Regions from separate parts of the Mus musculus genome. Here region 2 is linked to region 1. The links are chromatin contacts, called in public Hi-C maps. All regions are on one chromosome and are shown on one strand. Each heading gives the region's core, a stretch centred on a gene start, on an enhancer-like site or on the middle of the called end of the contact. The rest is flanking DNA. Distances are from core to core; before and after follow the strand shown.

Region 1 (3,864 bases), core at 12-2,511:
GCTTGCCTGCTGTGCCTGCCTGCCTGCCTGCCTGCCTGCTGTGCCTGCCTGTCTGCTGTGCCTGCTTGCCTGCCTGCCTGGTGCTATGCTCCCTACCATGACAGTCATGAACTATAATGATCTGCAACCACAGTTAAGCCCCAAATTAAATGTTTTATCTTATAAGTTGCCTTGGTCACATTGTTTCGCCATGGCAATAGAGGAACAACTAAGACAAGAGTTAGTGCCACAAGTTGTATACTGCTGTGACAGACTTGGCTGTGCTGTTTTTATTGAGGAATGTGGAGGACTTTCAGACTTTGAACTAGGAAAACAGTTGAATACTCTAAGCAGGGCTTAGTGGACCATCCTAGAGGAAGAATAAAAGACCACAGTGCTGAGGGTCATGTGGGCTGTGGAGGCCCAGTTCAAAAGGTTTCTGAGGAAAACAACATTAACAACCAGGTTAGAGGCCATTCTTGTGACAATTTGGCCAACACTTTCAGTTTTTCTATAACTTCTTTTGTTTGGTGGGTTCTTTGAACATAATATCTGCCATCCCAATCATTTAGATTCTCCAGTCCTCCTTTGGTTTTGTCTTATTTGTCTGCATTTGCTATGATTATTTTCTTGCTCTGTATCGTTTCTTCTTCGTGGCAGTATGGTCTGATTCTCTTTCTTTTCATTACTTCTGTAACCATGATTTGAGCCTGGGTTGCTTCCTGATTCTGATTGCTAAGCAAGCAGACTACCACTGAGCTGCCCACCCCAGGCCCAACGCTCTCCTTTTCTCCTATCTGAGCCTGTGTCCCTGCGTCCAAATAGTAACAGTATTATTCTGTTGGTTTCTGAGATAGGATCTCATTAAGTAGAGCAGGCCAGCCTCAGGGGATGAGAAGCTCTGGACAAGAAAGTTGCCTTGGCTGGTAACACCTGATAAGGAGACCCACGTATCAAAGCTGCTAGTATCTGCCACTTTGAGACTAAGAAGAACTGACCTGCAGATTAACTCTTCCATCCCAGAAATCCCCCCTTTTCTATCAAAAACAAAAAAAAAATCCCAAGACCCCACACCACATGAGTGCAGTCTCACTTCCGGGGAGAGACTGCGGCCTTCCGCTGTTCCGATTAAAGCACAATTCTGCCTTCCTCTGCTCCGATTAAAGAGCAATTCTGCTTCTAGGGACGCCCGTTTTTATTTCCACCTGGCCTGACTCAGGCTAGCCCTCTGACTCTGTGAGGGAGAAAAGGAGAACAAGGCAGCCCATTTCCTGCTTCATCCTGGAACTGGGCGGGTGACATTCTTTGGAAGTTGAGCTTATGCAACTCTGAAAGAAACCTGCACTGTGATTCTGGCTACTGTATCATCTTTTTACCATGCTCAGCTGCCTTGAGCTGAGACCATGCAATCTCCCCCCCCCTCTCTCTTTAAGCCTAGCTGCCTAGGCCATAGGTACCATCTCCTCCTATATCCACACTAACCTACCTAAGAAAAGCATCCTTTTAAAGGAAGGGCTGTAACAATCCACATTTGATCTTCAAATGGAAGGATTCCACAGGGCTGAGTTCGTCTTTGGCAGAAAACTCTGTGTCTGTGTGTGTGTGTGTGTGTGTGTGTGTGTGTGTGTGTGTGCGCTCATCAGGATGGGAGCAACGATGTGATTTGGCAGCCTTCTTTGGTAACGATAATTTTTTTTTTGCTAATAACTTTTTTGCTAATGCCATTTGATTTCACCACCATCTGATGGCACCATAAAGTCCAAGCAAAATGCTGGCACCCAGAAAACTTCAGGGTCCCACTGAGTCCCCCAGGGACCGCCATACCTCTTTTATATTAGACTAAGGAAAAACTATCAGACCTCCAGTGTGGGGATCTTTTTGGTAATTTTTAAAAAAAGATTTATTTATATTATATATGTGAGTGAAGAGGCCAGTTCAGGACCTTTAGAAAATTCCACCAGACTCCTCCCCTCCTGAAAGAGAAAGGTCATAGAGCACTCAAGCACCCCTCCCTTCCGGAAGGGAGAGGCGGACTACATTCCTCAGACCTCGGAGGGGGTGGCAACCAACCATGGGCCACCTGCGGATCGTGAGGCCCAGAGCTATAGACACATTCTGCAGGATGAACCTACCACTGGCCACCTACAGACAAGTGAAGTCCTTGCCACCTCATTCCCTAGACCGAACAGTTTAAAAGTCACACTGTCCTGTCAATCACTTTGTGCCTAAGGGCTGCTGCTCTGAAAACTGCATAAAAACTCACTGAACGGGCTGGGGGGGGGGGGGTCGTTCTCTCTCTCCTTCATGTGCAGGGCAACCCCAGCATGCTGGAACAATAAAATTCCTCTTGCTTTTGCATCGATCCCCTGCTCTATGTTGTTCACTGGGGGTCCTCCAGTAAGTTAAGTCTCGCCAGAGTCTTACATGAGTACACTGTCTCTGTCTTGAGACACACCAGAAGAAGGGGGTCGGACCCCATTACAGATAGTTGTAAGCCACCATGTGGTTGCTGGGAATTGAACTCAGGGCCTCTGGAAGAGCAGTCAGTGCTCTCTTAACCGCTGAGCCATCTCTCCAGCCCCCACCCTTTTTTTTGGTAATTTTTAATGTTTTATCTTAATGTTGACACAGTTTTTACAAGGTACAGTTGTTGACTCCTAAGGAGAACCTAAAAGTCTTCCTGTCTCATAAGTCAATGCTATTTGAACGAAGGCTGTCAACTTGGCCCAACTTCATTTTGTTCACAATAAAAGTAAAATTAAAAAAAATAATAATAATGACAGGGATCATTCTGGCAGCACATATACTAAAACTGGAACAATACAGAGAAGATTTGCAAGGTCTCTGCACAAGGATGACAGGAAATTCGAGGAGCCGGAGCCGGAGCCGGCCATATTTTCCTGTATTTGTGTACAGTTTGAATTCATGAGAGCTTTACTCATGTGACCGTTCTTAACCCTCAGAGTGTGAACTGCCTGAGGCCCCTTGTTGATCCTTATGCTTACATTTTTTAAAAAGTCCTTCAGATGTTTTCCGTATTGGATTCATCTCCTTTCAATGCCGCATGTAAGCTCTCACCTAGTGCCTCTCACTGTACAACAGCTCCATTCATTCCTGATACACCGACAAGAAGACCTCTGAGAAGCTCTGGCTGCAAGGGGCCTTCATCCTTTCACCCCAGACCAGATACAGTTCTTTACATCCATCCTCCATTGTCTCCTGCCCACTTCCTGCAGTTACTGCAGATCCTGTACATTGACCCTGGTAACTCACTTTGGTGGGACTGGTCACTATGAATCCACATCCCTCCCAAGTTCCATCTTCATAGAACCACTGAGCCCTTCCACTCCCTCTACCTTCCTGGGCACTCTGCAACCAGATCATCTGTTTTTTGGCTCCCCTAACACTTATTTTTCAAAAGTTTCTCTAGGTCTTAGAATCCAGGAGCTCAGGGCAGTGACTGCAGGATGGACTGCGGTTGAGTTAAAAACACTCCTCCAAAGCATCCTATGTCCTCTTTGATCCTGGGGACAGAACCCAACCATCCCTCCTCCACAGGATGTAGGCAATTAAAGAACACCTTGCCCTTTCTTTCTTATCTGTCTCTGGTCTCTGGAATGGAGGGTTAATGATCTGAAAGCCTCAGGTGTCTGAGGTGCTCTGAGCAGGAAAGGTGACTTGACCGATAAGATCAGATGCAAGCTTCTGATGAGGAGACCCACATTCCAACCCTGCTGCTGTTTCCAGACTTGCAGGGGAATTGGCTTGCAGACTGAATTTCCCATTCCCAGAGTTCTCCCTCTTCCATCCTATAAAATCTCACTCCCCTCCCCCTCCACGGGTGCATGGTCTCACTTCAGGGAGACGCGGCAATGTCTATCATTC
Region 2 (4,149 bases), core at 1,366-3,865, 330 kb before region 1:
CTGCTATGAGCCTGAGCCCTGTGATTCCAGTACTTGGAGACTAAGTCTAAGGTACCACCCAGTTCAGCACTCATTTCTGATTCTAAGTAACTCGAACTGTGTCCTCACTTTGAAGAGACAGAAGGACCCAAAAGAGGTGAACTCCTTTTAAGGGTCACCAGCCTAGTGCATGATGGTGGAGTTTTCCAGGGCGGACCACCTCCCCAAAGGCTTCACTCCTTAGTCCTGTGGGAGTCAAGTTTCTACCCAGCAATCTTGTGGGAGACATGTGTTGGAAGCAAGGCTCTCAGTGTTTAAGAATGGTATTTCCTGTTGGTATCTGCCAGCTACATTCATTTCATTTCTTTTCTTTTTCTTTTTTCTTTGACATGGTCTAACTGTCTTCCAGATGTGGAATCTCAGCGTTTGCCTCTCTTTTTGATGGAGGCCTGGCTAGCCTAGAACTGTTAAGTCAACCAGGCTGCCTTTGGCCTCACCTGTCTCTTCCTCTTGAGTGCTGGGATTAAAGGCCTGCTCCCTCATGCCATGTTCATTATTTTAATCTTGTTCAATCTTATTACAAAGTATGCATACATAATTATTATTCCATTGACAGATGAGTGAACTGAGTCACGGAAGTTGGAGCAGCTCACCCAAGGGTGCAGAGAGTGGCGCAGCTCCGTCCACTGGCTTCCCTGTCCCTTGTCCCTTAGGAGGGTTATGGAATTCCAGGGTCAACCCTGAGGAAGGTCTGAGCACAGAGTCAGGTTCCAGAAATGGAAGCTCAGAATTTGTCTCGGGTTTGGATTATGACCATCCAGGTACGACCATTCTGAACCTGGCAAGACACCGCAGGCAGCTAACCTAACCTCACCTGGCCTCACCTGAGTGCTAGGTTGGAACTAAAACTGTTCAGCCACTTTGCTCTCCCAGCTGCAGCAGAAGACATGGCTGGCACCCCAACACAGCTGACCGTGTGCCTATATCCCCCATGTCCCCCCTAAGATGATTATAAACACCCTCAGCTGTCAGGGGCTACAGGTTGGTGCATTTGGTATGACGAACATACATCAACTAAAGAGCTAAACCTCGCTCCATCCCCTGTTGTCTAGGAATCAGAGACAACCTGCCTGTAAGCACAAACTATGGAATACTTATCAACTCTGTGGCACGGGACACTGGGTCTCAACCTTCCTAATGCTGTTCCCCTTAAATACAGATCCTTGTGTTGTGGTGACCCCCCAACCACAAAAATCATTTTCATTGCTATTTCATCTAACTGTAACTTTGCTACTGTTGTGAATCGTAACTCAATTATCTATGTTTTCTGATGGTCTTAGGTGACCCCTGTGAAAGGGTTGTTTGATACCCCCACACCCAAGAGTTGAAACCCACAGGTTGAGAACCACTAACATGAGCCCTCTATCTCCTGAAATCTAAGGACTCAGATTTAGCTTCGTGGGTCTGAAGTCTGCTCAGGGTTCTCACTGTGCTGTCTTTCTAGGGTGTTAATAGCTCTCCTAATAAGTCCCGTGCTTAGAAGCACAGTGCACCTCGGTGTGCTTGAATTCCTAATCTGAAACCCATCACTGGGCACAGGACCCAAGTCCTTCTAATAGGAATGACACACTCAAGAGCTGTGGCCAAAATCTGTGCTCACCCATTAGACCCTGAGGTGCTTGTCAGGGAAGAAGTTGTGATGGTGGTAAGCAACAGGCCTGTTCCCTTTCCCTTAACCCCAAAACACCTGGGATGTGGAAGAAAAGAAGGTAACTGAAGATAACAATTTGGTCTATGGATGATGGTTTCTGCTTCTTCTTCTTTTTTAGACTGATTTATTTATCTATTTATTTTACAAAGAATTTATTTTTATTAGTCACAGAGTGCATGTGTGTCTGTGAGCATGCATGCAGTACCTGAGGAGGCCAGAAGAGGGCGTCGGAACACCTATAGCTGGAGTTAACAGGCCGTTGTGAGCAGCCTGTAGCTGCGAACCCAGCTCCAAGTCTTCCAGAAGAGCAGCAGTAACCGCCGAGCCATCTTTCCAGTCCAACTTCATGACGGGAGAGAACACTGCCAATATTCCCTTTAGAAAAGTGCAGGAGCCGCGGGGACGGTTTCTGGGATTTTCATCTTTATTCTAGTTTTGTTTTAAAAGCCTCGGTGTCCAGCAGCACTCCCAACCCCTTATTCTGCCTAGGGTTCGCCCAGTCTGGTGTCCCTATTGGAGGAGTGTGGCATTCAGAGCCCTTCTCTCTGTCCTGCTGAGATGCTCCCAAACTCTGATGGATGCCCTGGGTTGCCTTGGTGGGTACCTCCCAGAGACAACAAAACCTTAGGATTTTCTCATCTGTTTCCCCTCTGCCTGGCATCCCCTCGTCTCTTTCCCAGAGTCTTCCTTGGTACAGTGGGATCTGCGTTGAAAGTAAAGTGCAGTTGGGGGTCACAGGGTCCTGAAACTCAGGGTTAGAAGAGTTCCTATTTTCAGGACCCGCCCCCCAGCGGTGGGATCATTAGAAAGCACATCTGGACTTCAGGCTCCGTCTTTTGCTTTGCAGTCCCAGCCTACGACTAGGTGCGGTACTTTGTGTGACTCCCTAACCAGCTGATCCTTAGAGGGGAAAACAGCGCATCTGGAGCGCTCCATAGCCAGGTTCCCTGCTGCAAAAAATAAGCCTGCTCACTTTAGAGCAGGGCTGACAGGGCAAGGGGCCCAGAGGGGAGGAATGACAGAGAGGTGTGCCATCTTCTCCCTCGGGGCACTCACCATCCCTCGTCTCCTTCCCTTCCTTCCCTCTCGCTTCCTCCTCCTCTTCTTCTTTCTTCTTCCTTCGTCTTTTCCTCCCCCTCCCCCCAACTCCTCTTCTCTGGTCCCTGCCCACAGCGGACTGCACGGAAAGGGGAGGGGAAGGCTGGTCGGCGCGGCTAGCCCGGGGTCACACGCTGTGCGCGCCCAGGCTGAGCACGGAGAAGGCGGCCCGGTGCTTGCGCAGCAGCAGGCGGATCTTCTCGTCGTCCGAGTCCGGGTCCAGCGGCTTGTTGTACTCATCGTCCTCGTTCTCCGAGGCCGCGCGGTCCCCGCTCGCACCTCCCGGGGCCCGGGGTGTGGAGGATGAGGGCTCCAGGGCGCTCTTCTTCCTCCACTTGGTCCGGCGGTTCTGGAACCACACCTGCAAAGAGCAACCGGGGTGCCGCGGCGGGCTCCGTTACTGCCGCCTCGCTACCCCAGAGTACAGACTATGCGCCACTGCACAGAGCAGCGGCCTGACACTTGCATTAGCCGCGGGGGGGAAATAAAATAAAGTTAGATAAAAGCGTGCCACAGCCCTTTCCTGTGCTATAACAACCCTCCCTGAGCTGCAGCTTCCTCCTTGCCTCGGGTGCAGTCTAGGCATCTGGACCAAAGCGCCCCCCCCAACCCCTCCGAAATGCCACTGGTTAGAATTGTCCCTGGGACTCAGGACAGTGTAAGGTAGAGCCCGGGCCTAGCATGCCCTGGCCCTCCGGTCCACCTCCGGCAAGAAACGCAAAAACGGAGTGAATGAATGAATGAATGAATGAATAAGCTAACTTTACACATCTCCAGGAACCTCGTGAATAATTGGCCCCTAGAAAAATAACATGTACGCTAAGATGGCTGAAGATCGTGGTGCCCTAAAGAAGCAAAGAAACGTGTCCTACGGACCTAAGCTCCTTCCACCTCCACACCACAGCCTTCTGTGGCTGTAACTATCTGCTGAGGTAGCATTTGCCCCAGAACCCCCCTAATCTGTTCACACTTCTTCATTTCTTCATGTTGGCAGCGAGGTTGCAGTTCTGGGAGGTCTCATGGCTTTCTTCTCCCGTGTGCCCATCCAAAGTGTGGACAGACTAGGGTGGCAATGGGAACCCTTGTCCCTGGACCTTGAAGAGGTGGAAGTAGGGAGGCTGCCACCAGCTCGTCGGGGAGTCTGTGGCTGATCTCTGCCACTCTCCTCTGCATGGATGGGAACGGGGTGTATTATCTTCATTTTAAAGATTGGGACATTTTAAAGCTGGTGAGTGTCCCACAGATCTCCGTTCAAATCTCAGCTCTGTGCTTGCAGGCCAGAAGACTCCAAACACCAGGCTTGATTAACTGACACTGTCTCTTCATCTGTAAAATGGGCCACCATGCTGACTTCAAGAAAA

What was found. Hi-C and Micro-C count contacts between places; a contact is called where the count stands out from the background.
Region 2: a contact with region 1 is called in a Hi-C map of embryonic stem cells, with 2.4 times the contacts expected there. The contact joins two enhancer-like sites. A contact is called at or near these places in 9 of 484 Hi-C or Micro-C datasets (the G1E-ER4 cell line, the N1E-115 cell line, cerebral cortex and 3 more), 5 of 115 datasets of contacts at active chromatin or transcription factors (embryonic stem cells and microglia) and 1 of 9 other capture datasets (pancreatic islet).

Annotation. Positions count from the first base shown.
Region 1 is chr8:22,821,443-22,825,306 of GRCm38.p6, reverse strand. All of the region lies in intron 1 of Gm46036 (a long non-coding RNA gene), which reads left to right. It also overlaps the pseudogene Gm24735. Among named protein-coding and RNA genes, the nearest start is that of Ap3m2, 18 kb to the right of the region's middle. Within about 2 kb of position 1,261, at least 11 of the 459 cell types and tissues checked have an H3K27ac peak or open chromatin away from gene starts, as enhancers often do. A contact at or near this core is called in embryonic stem cells, where this site is marked.
Region 2 is chr8:23,156,582-23,160,730 of GRCm38.p6, reverse strand. Nkx6-3 (NK6 homeobox 3) reads right to left here. Exons shown (of 3, transcript NM_029002.2): 3 at 1,783-3,149. The coding sequence ends at 2,916. Among named protein-coding and RNA genes, the nearest start is that of Nkx6-3, 5.4 kb to the right of the region's middle. Within about 2 kb of position 2,615, at least 54 of the 459 cell types and tissues checked have an H3K27ac peak or open chromatin away from gene starts, as enhancers often do. A contact at or near this core is called in embryonic stem cells, where this site is marked.